2 separate regions of the Bos taurus genome follow, and region 1 is linked to region 2. A link is a contact called in public Hi-C data. All regions are on one chromosome and are shown on one strand. The core of a region is the stretch at or near the end of the contact, and the rest is flanking DNA. Distances in the headings are between cores, read along the strand shown. Region 1 has its middle 62 kb from the start of TRNAS-GCU. Region 2 overlaps ASNS (asparagine synthetase (glutamine-hydrolyzing)).

Region 1 (5,993 bases), core at 602-3,101, 200 kb before region 2:
TATGCCAAGAATCCAGGAATGCTTGAGTGTTGCTCCAAACTCCAGCTCCCCACATCCACAAGAATATGTACAGAGAACAACAGCAAGGAAAAGCAAATCTCCTTGTCAAGTGCTAGGGCTGAGCTTTCTGGCAAGTATGACTGAATCATGTAGCATCTCTTGGTCCTAGGCTCACGCTCATATGCTCAGCCACTTCAGTTGTATCTGATGCTTTGTGACCCCATGGACTGTAGACTGCCAGGTTCCTCTGTCCCTGGGATTCTCCAGGCAAGAATACTGGAATAGGTTGCCATGTCCTTCTCCAGGGGACCTTCCCAATCCAGGGATTGACCCTGCGTCTCTTACGTCTCCTGCACTGGCAGGCAGGTTCTTACCACTAGTGGCCACCTGGGAAGCCCTGGTCCTGGGCTAGTGCATCCTAAATAGTTTTTAACCAAATGCCATCTAGCACATTCCTTAGTACCTTGGGAAAATAAGCAGAGAGAGACATTCACTCACTCATTCACTCACTCACTCATCCATGTGTCAGTTACTATCTGCTACTACTACTATATGCCAGGCACTGTCTCTGTATTTATGAAGCTTATTTTCTGGTAGAGGACAGACAAGAGAGTCATATAAACGTCAAACTGAAATTAATCTGTGAAATATATGATGTGCTAAGTACTACAAAAAAGGTTCTCTGTGCCGGCAGAGCACGTAGTTGAGAAATACAGGAAGAAAGTGTGAGTCACCAATGCTATGGAAGACCATAATTGTATATAATTTGTTTTTCTCTCTCTATCTTTATCATGCTTGCTGTAGGTAGGGTGTGCTTTCCCATACATTTGACTATGGACTTGATTACTGATTTGCTTTGGCCAGTGGAATGGGCCCACACATCAGGTATGCCATGACTGAGCACAAGCTTTAAATGTGGTTGTGTGCTTCGACCTGTGCCTCTCCCTCTGGACCTTCACCAAGAAACTAGCATGCCTTCTTCAACTCTGGTGCCAGAAGAAGCAGCTACACAGAGCTGAAATGAGTCCAGGAAAGCCTTGCTGAACCAAGCTAGGCTTGCTGAGTCCAGCAGAGCGGAAGCCAACGATAGCCTTCAAGTCATGCAGGCAAGAAATAAATGTTGACACCGGCAGCTCAGATTTGGGATTGTGCGTTACCACTATAAAAGTTGACAAATAAAAATTCCTACTTTCAGACTTGCCTTAGCTGTCTATGCGAGGCTGTAGCCTCTGGCCTGGCTGACAAGGGAGAGAAGAGAGAGGCTGTGGAAGACAGATGGGGCTCTTTCCACGTAGGAAAAAGCTCTGACATGTCTACTGTTGCAGCTTCTTAGAAGAGTGAAGAGAGAGATGGACAGTATTCCTTCTAACTAAGATGGACTAATATGGACCAGATTTATTCTCATTCCAGAAACAATGAAAAACAGACAACATTTAGGTAGTGACGGTTTGTGAAACAAGTAAACCCATCAGGCAAGGACAGTGAGCCCTGATAGGTGGAAAGAAAATGCGGTGAGCCCTGCAATTGCCCCAGTCTACTGTTTGGCAGCATTTCCAGGTCACAGTACAGAGACAGGGAACCAGGCCAGAACCTGGCAGATCCCCTGGGATGGATGAGGACTAAGAGCTGAGAGCCTAGAAAGACCAAGGCGGCTAGAATTCTGAGGATGAGGGCAGAGAGCTGGAAAGAAGTTCATAGGATGCGAACTTGGGAGGTCTGTGGAGGGCTCCCCGTGAGTATGTGGCTGAGTAGTGATGAGTGAATGTACGTGCGGAAACTGCCCAAAGCTAGGAACTGAACCAACTGAGAGGATTAGAGGTAACAGTGCCAGGTGCTAACACTGGGCCAGGAGCAATACCCGCCACACCAGCCAACTGGAAAGCCTCCAGATTCACCCAGTGCTGGGTAAAGTGCAGATCCTAGACCATGAAACAAGTGCCAATAAATGTAAAAGAATTCTATTCATATAAACTATGTTCTCCTTACAATGAAATTCAATTATAAGCCAATAGCAGAAATATATTTGGAAAAACCTCAATTATTTTCAAACTCTATAAAATACTGCTAGATCCTCAGGTCAATGAGGAAAATTAGAAAGTATTCTGACCTGAATGAAAATTAAGTATACCATGTATCAAAACTTGTGGGATGCTACTCAAGCAGTATGAGGGGGAAATTTTTTAACACTGAATGAGAAGAGGGTGTCAGAGGATGAAGTGACTGGATGGCATCCCCGATGCAATGGACATGAACTTGCGCAGACTTCGGGAGATGGTGGCCTGGTGTGCTGCAGTCCATGGGGTCACAAAGGGTCGGACGTAACTGGGCCACTGGACGACAACAATGACTACCGGAGAAGTCCCAAATCAATGACTTAAGCAGAGGGGTGGGATGGGGCCTGGGCTGGGAGGGAGGCTCAAGAGGAAGGGGATATATGCATACTCAAGGCTATGGTTTTTCCTGTGGTCATGTATGGATGTGAGAGTTGGACTGTGAAGAAGGCTGAGCGCCCAAGAATTGATGCTTTTGAACTGTGGTGTTGGAGAAGACTCTTGAGAGTCCCTTGGACTGCAAGGAGATCCAACCAGTCCATCCTAAAGGAGATCAGTCCTGGGTGTTCACCGGAAGGAATGATGCTAAAGCTGAAACTCCAGTACTTTGGCCACCTCATGCGAAGAGCTGACTCATTGGAAAAGACTCTGATGCTGGGAGGGATTGGGGGCAGGAGGAGAAGGGGACAACAGAGGATAAGATGGCTGGATGGCATTATTGACTCAATGGACGTGAGTCTCAGTGAACTCCGGGAGCTGGTGATGGACAGGGAGGCCTGGCGTGCTGCGATTCATGGGGTCGCAAAGAGTTGGACACGACTGAGCAACTGATCTGATCTGATCTGATGGCTGGTTCATGTCGTTGTACCGCAGAAACCCACAGAACATAGTAAAGCAATTATCCTCCAATTAAAAATTAAAAAAAAAAGAAATTAGGAAGGAAGAACAAATTAAACCTAAAGTAAGTAGACAAAATAATAATGAGCAGAGTAGAAACTAAAGAAATAGAATGAAGAAAATAAATGGATATATACATATCTCAAAACTTAACAAATTGCACACTTCAAATAGATACAGTTTATTCTATGTCAGTGGTGGCTCAGACAGTAAAGAATCTGTCTGCAATGCAGGAGACCTGGGTTCGATCCCTGGGTCAGGAAGATCCCCTGGAGAAGGGAATGGCAAGCCACTACAGTATTCTTGCCTGGAGAATTCCATGGACAGAGGAACCTGGCAGGCTACAAACTACAGTTCATAGGGTTCAAGAAACTACAGTTCAAGAAACATGATAACTAACTGTAACCTGGTTCATGAACTTGTCTCCTACATTAGTTTGGGCTGGAGAAGTCACAGAAATGCCAGTGTAAAGAGGAAGTGGCAGGAAGAGAGGGGGACTGCTTACATCAGAGGTTATAGTACCACCTTTCTGGGAGCCACTTAAAGACTAAAAGCATAAGAACATTAAATTAGAATATTTTCAGAAATATAGCCTCCCCAAAACCACAAAAAACAACTCTCTCTTAGAGTAGACATTAGTAGAAAAAAGAGCTGTGTTTTGGGAATTTAGACGTCTGCCATTTTCAACTCTACCCACCTAGGAAAGAAATAATTAGCTTACTGATGGAGGGACTTGTGTCATTGCAATGGAGACGATGGCCAAGGCTCATGCCCCAGGGACAAGAACGAAACTGGTCACTTCCTTTCACAGGCCAGTGTGGCCAAAAGCTAATCAAAAGCCCATGTACATTCTTTTTGTTAGTGTAGATGTTACAATTCACTGAAATAAACATCCATCACTGTGGCAGAAGCAACCTGGAATAGAAGCCAAAACCAGGAGACAAGTTTCCTAACTCAGCTCTACTAAAAATATTTGCAACTGATTTATCTGGTTTGTTTGATAAAGACAAACAGTTTAAAATATCTTAAAATAATGATGCTTTTAAACTTAACACTATAGATAATATTTATGTTTCCATTATCAAAAGGCTCTGGCAAGTAATTTTTAAGTGGAATTTTGGCACAAAGAGGTGGAAAGCTTTCCCATGATATATTTGTCATCTATACTTTCCTAGAACTGTTAGTTTCAAATTAATGAGTATCTCTCTTAAACCTCTTTTCCCAGTACAAATCCTGTCCTTTCTCAAGTCATTTGCTTTATATAAAGCTTAAATGAGCTTCTGAAATGAATGAACTTTCTATTACTTTGTTTTGAGAAAAGCCTTACTATAGCATATTGGGCAATGTCATTTGATTTCCTGAAACATCAAATATAAAATAGTTACAAACATGTTAAAAGCACTTGAGTAGGTTTTTGGTTACTTTCTATAAGCTTTCATTAGTTTCCTCTTCCACAATGGAAAATCTTGCTTTCTTTCTAATTAAAACATTGTATAGCCTTTAAGAGGGAGGATTTTTTGATTCTCATCATTATAGAAAGAACGTGTACCTTTTTGGAAGAGTTCTTTAGTAAATATATACTCTTATTTAAAAAAATTAAAACTATTTAAAATTAGAGACTTCTGTTCCTAGTAATAGGCAAGACTACATTAGCTGGACAAACCTCCCTGCTGGAAACAACGAACTTGTTGAAAAAAGTAGAATAAATTTCTTAAAAGCACCATACGGCCAATGAGATATTGAAGAATAACAAAGCTAAAATCTGGAGAATGAAATGGCAACCCACTCCAGTATTCTTGCCTGGAGAATTTCATGGACAGAGGAACCTGGAGGGCTACAGTCCACGGGATTGCAAAGAGTTGGATACAACTGAGTGACTAAGACACAAAGCTAAAATCAAAGGGGAAATAGGAAATTAGAGATGTTAGTACAATACTGGAGCTGGTTTCGTCATGTAACACTTAGGATTTCAGAGTGTCTTTAGCTTTGGTAGCTTCTGAGGATGAAAGGGACAAAATTTAAAGCTCTGAACTACATGCTGTGGGGTGTTTAATGGGAAGGGGATAATGACTGCAAAAGGAATGAAGTAGTTTTAAGGGTGATGAAAATATTCTATATTTGAAGATGTAGTGGTAATCTCAAATTAAGTGAAAAAAAAAATTAACTCACAGATGCAAGAAGCTAATGGATTCCAAGCAGGATGAATACCAAAAAAAAAAAAAAAAAAACCCAAACACCTACCCAGCCACAATACAGTCAAATAACTAAAAGCCAAAAATGAAAGGAAAATCTTGAAAGCAACAGAGAAAAATGTGACATTTCACACAAGGGAACAACAATATGATTAACGACCAACTTCTCAATAAAAACAATGTAGATCAGGAGACTTTGTCACATTTTCAATGTGCTAAAAGAAAACATCTGTGAATATACATACACCAGAAAAAATCTACAAGGTTAAAAATGTACCTAACTTCAACAAACCAAGAAAATTTTATTTTTCTAATGTTTTCTTATATAATATGTACTGCTTCTTAACCACCTATAAAGTGGCTGAATTTGGTCAACAAAATAGCACCGTAATTCTCATGTGGTAATTAAATACTGTACTTTTTTCCTTTTTTAACAGAAATCAAATTATAAAAGAAATAGTAGTTTTATGAAAGAAAACAAGGGCATGAAATTTCCCATGAAGGATCATCAGCTGGGAAGAGTAGAGCTCTAGGACATGTTTCCCAAGTAATAGCAATGTTAGAGGGTTGGAAATTAAAAGAAGGCTGCCCAGGATCTCCACAGGGAGAGACCTCTGGTATCTAAGCCCAAAAACCCCAAAGGAGGGGGATTCCCTAATGGCCCAATGGTGAGGAAGCTGCCTTGCTACACAAGGGATGCCAGCTTGATCCCTGGTCTGGAAGGATCCCACATGCTTCAAGGCAACTGAGCCTGTGGGCCCCAACTACTGAGCCTGTGCTCTCGAGCCTGAGAGTCGCCTCTGTTGAGTCAGTCCATGCACTGCAACTGTTAAAGCTTGCGTGCCATGAGCCT
Region 2 (6,567 bases), core at 3,738-6,237:
CCTACTAAGGAAGAGGATATTGGTATTGACTTAGGCAGCTAGCAGATTCTGGCACCTAGTTTAATAGGCAGCATAATTTCCACAGTAGAAAGGAGATGCAAATCATTAAGTATCTAGTACATACCTGCTATATGTGTGCTCAATCATGTCAGACTCTTTGTGACCCCATGGACTGTAGCCCGCCAAGCTCCTCTATCCATGGGGTTATCCAGGCAAGAATATTGGAATGGGTTGCCATTTCTGTCTCCACTAGTACATACCTAACAGCATATGTTTTTGTACACATAGTCATAACAGTTTGAAATTTCAGAAATCTAGTGACTAAAAAAAAGAACAGTGTAATTCCAAGCAAAACAAAACATGTTTAACAAATACATAAAAGATGTTTAACCTTGTATACAAAATTAGAGGATAACAAATAAAAATGAAATTTTTTCAGAATCAGCTTGGAAAGATTAAGATATTGAAAATATCTTATGTCGGTGAAGGTTTTGAACAAGAGTTTTCTCTTCAACTATTGGCATAAGTATAAATAAAGTCAGCCTTTTGGAAGGAAAATTTGGCAGCACTTAACAAAATATGAATGTACTGGTTTTCTGTTGCTGCTATAACAAATTACCATAAACTTTAGAGACTTTACATATATTTAAAGCACACACAGACTTATTACTTTAAACTCTACAGGTCATAGTTTAGTGTGGCTCTCACTGGATTAAAATCAAGGTGTCCTCTGGTCTGTGTGTCTTTCTAGAGGCTTTAAGGGAGAATCTGTTTCCTGTTTATCTCCATTTCCGGGACATTCAGTTCCTTGCAGGTATGTCTGAGGGCTTCATTTTCTTGCTGTCTGTCAGCCCAGGGCAGATCCAGAGTCCACTTGTGGTCTTTGGCTCAGGGTCTTCATCCACTGTCCTCAAACCAGCTGTGATGGCTCAAGTCCCTCTCACACTTCACATCTCTTCCTTCTTCTGTCCCAGCTCTGACCCAGTGGGGAAAGTCTCTTTACTTTTAAGGACACATGTAATTAAATTGGGCCCAGCCAGATAATCCAGGATAATCTCCCCATCTCTAGGTAGATAACCTTAATCATGTCTGCCAAATCCCTTTTGCTATATGAGAGAATGAATTCTCAGGTTCTAGGATTAGAACATGGACATTTTTGGGAGGGGGTGGGAAGCATTACTCTGTCAACCTCCATAAAGTATACACTGTGTTGTATCTAGAAATTACACAGAGAACTGCAACTGCTACTGCTAAGTCACTTCAGTCATGTCTGACTCTGTGCAACCCCATAAACGGCAGCCCACCAGGCTCCCCCGTCCTTGGGATTCTCCAGGCAAAAACATTGGAGTGGGTTGTCATTTCCTTCTCCAATGCAGGAAAGTGAAAATTGAAAGTGAAGTCGCTCAGTCGTGCCCGACCCACATCGACCCCATGGACTGCAGCCTTCCAGGCTCCTCCATCCATGGGATTTTCCAGGCAAGAATACTGGAGTGGGGTGCCATTGCCTTCTCCAGAGAACTGCAAGAGACACCTTAAAACCTGAGGTGAGGCGGGTGGGAAGACAGAGAAAATGTAAGACTTACAAAGAATAATTATCATTAACTCCTTCAAACTTACCAGCAGCTTGAGATGCTAAGGAAAATATGGAGAAAGGCTTTCAAAGTTGTCTGGGGAAATTTTTAAATCCAGATTATTGCTATGCTTTACCAAACTATCGATTGAATTTGGGGGAAAGAGGGAAGGGCATTTTCAAATATTCAAGAATTATAATTTTTCCTCTAACACACCTTTCCTTAAAAAGTTGCTTGAGGTGGATTTCAGCAATAAGAGAGAGTAATCTAAGGAAAAGGAAGACTGGGGACACAGGAAGCAGAGACATAAAGTCCCAGGATGGTTGCTGGGCAGCAGCCCACAGAGAACCCAGCCCACACTGGAGCGGGAAGATTGAGGACTCCAGATAGAAATGGTTTCGAAAGACTTCAGGGCAGGTAGGACTAGCTCACAGAGGGCTTGAAAATACTGAGGCTATAATAAAGGTCCAGAGTGCATGCGTGCTTTAGTCGCTCAGTCATGTCTGACTCTTTTTGCCACCCCATGGACTGTAGCCTTCCAGGCTCCTCTGTCCGTGGGATTTCCCAGGCAAGAATATTGAAGTGGGTTACCATTTCCTTCTCCAGGGGATCTTCCTGGCCCAGGGATCAAACCCGTGTTTCCTTCACTGGCAAGTGGATTCTTTACCACTGAGCCACCAGGGAAGCCCAAGGTAGAGAACACATGGTCCAAAGTGAAAGTAACATGTTCTGATTTAAGTAACTGATAAAGTGTAAAAGACCTCAACTGTGTTTAAACCACAGTTTTTTACCAACTGTGTTTTAAACCACTCTAAGCAGCAAATAAGTAGTCCCTTTTGTGTAATACTGCAGTCAGGGCAGTGGGACTGTAGGGGAGAGTACAGTGCCTGTGTACACATCATGCCTGGACATATTCATATGTGATGACTGTGTGGGAACATGTCTGGAAGGATGCCTGCTATGATGTTAATAACGATTGTAGTTGGAGATGGGATTTAAGTGATTTCTTTTTGTTTATCTGTGTTTTTCAAAGTTTTCTTTTTTTTTTTTTCAAAGTTTTCTAACATGATCCTCTGTCAGCTGTTTGATTTAGATGGTATCAATGATTTTAAAAACAATGTAGAGAATATTGTGTTATTGTTATGTGGAAAAAATGTAACGGAGATAGAAAATACACTCCAACTTCTGGCTTCAGTGCCAGTAAGCAAACTGGGACAACTGGTCACCCTGTGTCCTGTTGAGACCTAGCAGGACCAGCAAAGAGCCTAAAAGTATCCAAAGGGCGCTCCGTGCGTACGTTCAAATTGACTGTGTCTTAAATTGCCAAGTGCTGTGCCAGGCACAGGAAACAGGAGCGAGATACAGTCTCTGTCCTGAAGATACTCCAAGTCAGAGAAGGAGCAGACCAGGAAAACTTCAGTCACGTCACACAGTGAAGAGTGCTGTGCTTCATGTAAACATGAAGTGCCCTGGAACCCCAGGAAAATGGAAGCTCCCCTCAAACCAGGGAAGGTCCCATGCAGCTTCTTGTAGGAGATGACGTAAGACATGTTCTCAAAAGCAAATAGGAACAAGCCAGATGGAAAGGGCATTCTTGGCAGGGCAGTGGTGTACACTGTGGGTTGGAAAGACCATGGTGGGCTTCCCTGGTGGCTCAGTGGTAAAGAATCCGCCTGCCAATGCAGGAGACACGGGTTCGATCCCTGATCCAGGAAGATCCCACATGCCGCGGAGCAACTAAACCCGTGCGCCACAACTATTGGGCTTGTAGTCTGGAGCCCAGGGGCTGCAACTATGGAGCCCATGCGCCCTAGAGCCTGTGCTCCACAACCAGAGAAGGCACCACAGTGAGAAGCCCCGCACTGCAATTAGAGAGAAGCCCCACTCACTGCATCTAGAGAAAAGCCTGAGCATCAGTGAGGACCCAGCACAGTCAAAAATAAATACATCAAGTTATTTTTTAAAAAAAGAAAGACCATGGTGATCCTGTAGCTGCTAGTGGCGTGAGGGGGTTAGAGCCTCAGGGGCATGTGATCCTGGCATGGTAGGTAGGAGATGGGTTGTAAAGAGGCTACAAAACCTAACTAAAGTGTGTGGGCTTTTACAGCATTTACTCTGGTGGTTGTGTATGAGATGGAGTGAAAGGGAATGGGATCAAGGTTATTTATGATGTGAGGGGTTAGAAAGAATATATGTGACCCTCGTGGAAGCCCCTTCCAACCCACCCTGTCTAGTCACATTCCTCTACCTCCCCTACCCTGTCATTGCACCCTACCTGTTTCCTTCTCAGTGCTTAGATTTCTCTTCTTAAACTATTTTGATCACTTACCTGATTATAGTCTTTCTCCCCCATTAGGCTGTAAGCCGCACAGGGCAAAGACTGTGTCTGTTTTATCCACCAATGCAGTGCGTATAGCTTGCACCTAAAGAGTTGTGGGCGCTCAACAATTGCCCAGAATAAGGCAGCAGCGATGGAGGTGGAAAGAAGGCAGATTTGAGAGTTTAGATACAGACTAGAGAACCTGGTGATTGATTGATTTAGAGAGTTATGCCGGGTTGAGAGCTGGGGTTGGAGAGCATAAAGATGAATCTTCCAGGGGCCCGACTCAGGAGACATCAGACTCAGCTGGTGGTTGTTGGGTGAGTGTGGGTGGGGTGGAAAGGAGTGGGTTGCAGTGAGAATGTGATCTCACTAGAGAGCAATTGCAACCCTGAACTCACCCCACAGGTTTAACTCCCCTGCCTTCCTGCTCTTTCAGTAATTCTTAAACTTTGCTGCACCTTAGAATGACGTGTTAAAAACCTGACATGGGGGACTTTCCTTAGATTAGTGAAATCTATCTACCAGTGAAGATAGGGATAGAGCCTCCGAATTTTTAAACTTTTAAAATATCGATATTCCGGTGAGCACCATTGTCCCATGAGTTTCCAGATGAGCAGTCCCCTTCCTGCCCTTTGTCTGGAAACCGCAGGCTTATCAGTCACCTCACTCTGCCGGCTCAAGGCTGAGCCATCAGCTGGCTTCCATTCCTCTTCACCAGGGTTGGGTCCTGGCACTGAAACCCTTCTACAAATATTTGTGCTTTTAACCTGCCACTGCCTGGCATGTATGTCACCTCAGCCAATATTTACACTTGTAGATGACTATACTTAATGCTTAATGGTGTGTTCAGCATAAAAGGTGTAAAGGATGTGAATTACTTGAGTTTTCCTGTTTCCTTTTGAACCTTGGAAAACATCCAGATGGTTCTCTTTAGCCCTTATTCACTTTCTTCAAACATTTCACAACTGGGGCCAGTAAAAGTAGACCCAATGACGCAATTCTCAATCTCTAATTTCTTGCCAATAACCAGGAAGCGCCTTGTGGTTGGTGGTGTGGCAGGGGAGAGGGGCAGCATGTTGTGCAACATTGTGTACCAACGCAAAATTGGGCTGTGGTTACCTTCTGGGGTAACCCCTGGTGGTTTTTCAGTATGGACATGACTACAAGCGTCTGTGGTTTCTCAGGACCCCAGAGGAACTACTGAAAGTGATGAGGTCCAGGAATGAAACTTCATTGTTGGAAAATTAATTTTAAAAATTAATAGGGTTTTAATTTTCCTTCAGAATCTGTACATGATTTGACAGTTGAAAGTGTTTTCATCTTACTTTCCGTATTTGGTTTCTACACACATTCTTTGATCCTGAAGACAAAATTTTGTACTTGGAGACTTTGATTTGTTCTATGGCAAAGCTTCTGGAGGATCTTCCCTAGTGGCTCAGATAGTAAATAATTTGCCTGCAATGCAGGAGACCTGGGTTCAATTCCTGAGTCAGGAAGATCCTCTGGAGAAGGGTATGGCAACCTACTCCAGTATTCTTGCCTGGAAACTTCCGTGGACAGAGGAACCTGGTGGGCTACAGTCCACACAGTCACAAAGAGTCAGACACGACTGACCAGTCTCTCCCCAGTGCTTGGTTGGCACTGCCTGGTCCATAATGATTTTTGGGCTTCCCTGGTGGCTCAGACGGTAAAGAATCTGCCTGCAGTGCAGGAAACCTGGGTTCAGTCCCTGGGTTGGGAAGATCCCCTGGGGAAGGGAACAGCTCCCCACTCCGGTATTCTGGCCTGGAGAATTCCATGGACAGAGGAGCCTCGCAGGCTACAGTCTATGGGATCACAAAGAGTCGCACACGACTGACAACTTTCACACACAAAGCTTCTGGAAGTGCTGCTGGGAGGAGACATGGCTCATTTTCAGGGTGAGCCTAGTGAGGGGGCAGAGAAAAGCTCTTGCAAGGGGTTGGAGCCCCAGGTGCAAAGCCGGGAGGCTGGATTTGGTTGGAGGAGCTGCAAGTGATGGGATGACTGGCTTGTAACAGGTTAAGGTTAGGTGAAAGGCTAGAATAAAGAGGTGGGTGGGCACAGGGGTCTCATGCACTCAAGTGACATCTCTACAGCCTGCAATTACACCTTCCTCTTCTGCATCCTGCACATCCAGCTTCCCAAAGAGTGAAGTGTTAGTCACTCAGTTGTGTCTAACTCTTTTCAACGCCCTGGACTATAGCCCACCAGGCTCCTCTGTTCATGGGTTTTTCCAGGCAAGAATACTGGAGTGGGTAGCCATTCCATTTTCCAGGGGATCTTCCCAACCCAGGGACTGAACCTGGGTTTCCTGCATTGCAGGCAGATTCTTTACCATCTGAGCCATTAGGGAAATTGATAAGAGTAGATGTGATCATTGTGCTGCTAACTGCTGCTACGTCACTTCAGTCGTGTCCGACTCTGTGCGACCCCATAGACGGCAGCCCACCAGGCTCCCCCATCCCTGGGATTCTCCAGGCAAGAACACTGGAGTGGGTTGCCATTTCCTTCTCCAATGCATGAAAGTGAAAAGTGAAAGTGAAGTCACTCAGTCGTGTCTGACTCTTAGTGGCCCCATAGTCTGCAGCCTACCAAGCTCCTCCGTCCATGGGATTTTCCAGGCAAGAGTACTGGAGTGGGGTGCCATAGCCT

The links. A called contact is a pair of places that touch in the nucleus more often than the background predicts.
Region 1: a Hi-C map of liver shows a contact between it and region 2, with 4 times the contacts expected there. The contact joins two enhancer-like sites. A contact is called at or near these places in 2 of 11 Hi-C or Micro-C datasets (liver and skeletal muscle).

What each region holds. Positions count from the first base shown.
Region 1 is chr4:15,409,034-15,415,026 of ARS-UCD2.0, reverse strand. No RefSeq gene overlaps it. Among named protein-coding and RNA genes, the nearest start is that of TRNAS-GCU, 62 kb to the left of the region's middle. Within about 2 kb of position 1,851, at least 6 of the 102 cell types and tissues checked have an H3K27ac peak or open chromatin away from gene starts, as enhancers often do. A contact at or near this core is called in liver, where this site is marked.
Region 2 is chr4:15,211,486-15,218,052 of ARS-UCD2.0, reverse strand. All of the region lies in intron 2 of ASNS (asparagine synthetase (glutamine-hydrolyzing)), which reads left to right. Among named protein-coding and RNA genes, the nearest start is that of ASNS, 61 kb to the left of the region's middle. Within about 2 kb of position 4,987, at least 12 of the 102 cell types and tissues checked have an H3K27ac peak or open chromatin away from gene starts, as enhancers often do. A contact at or near this core is called in liver, where this site is marked.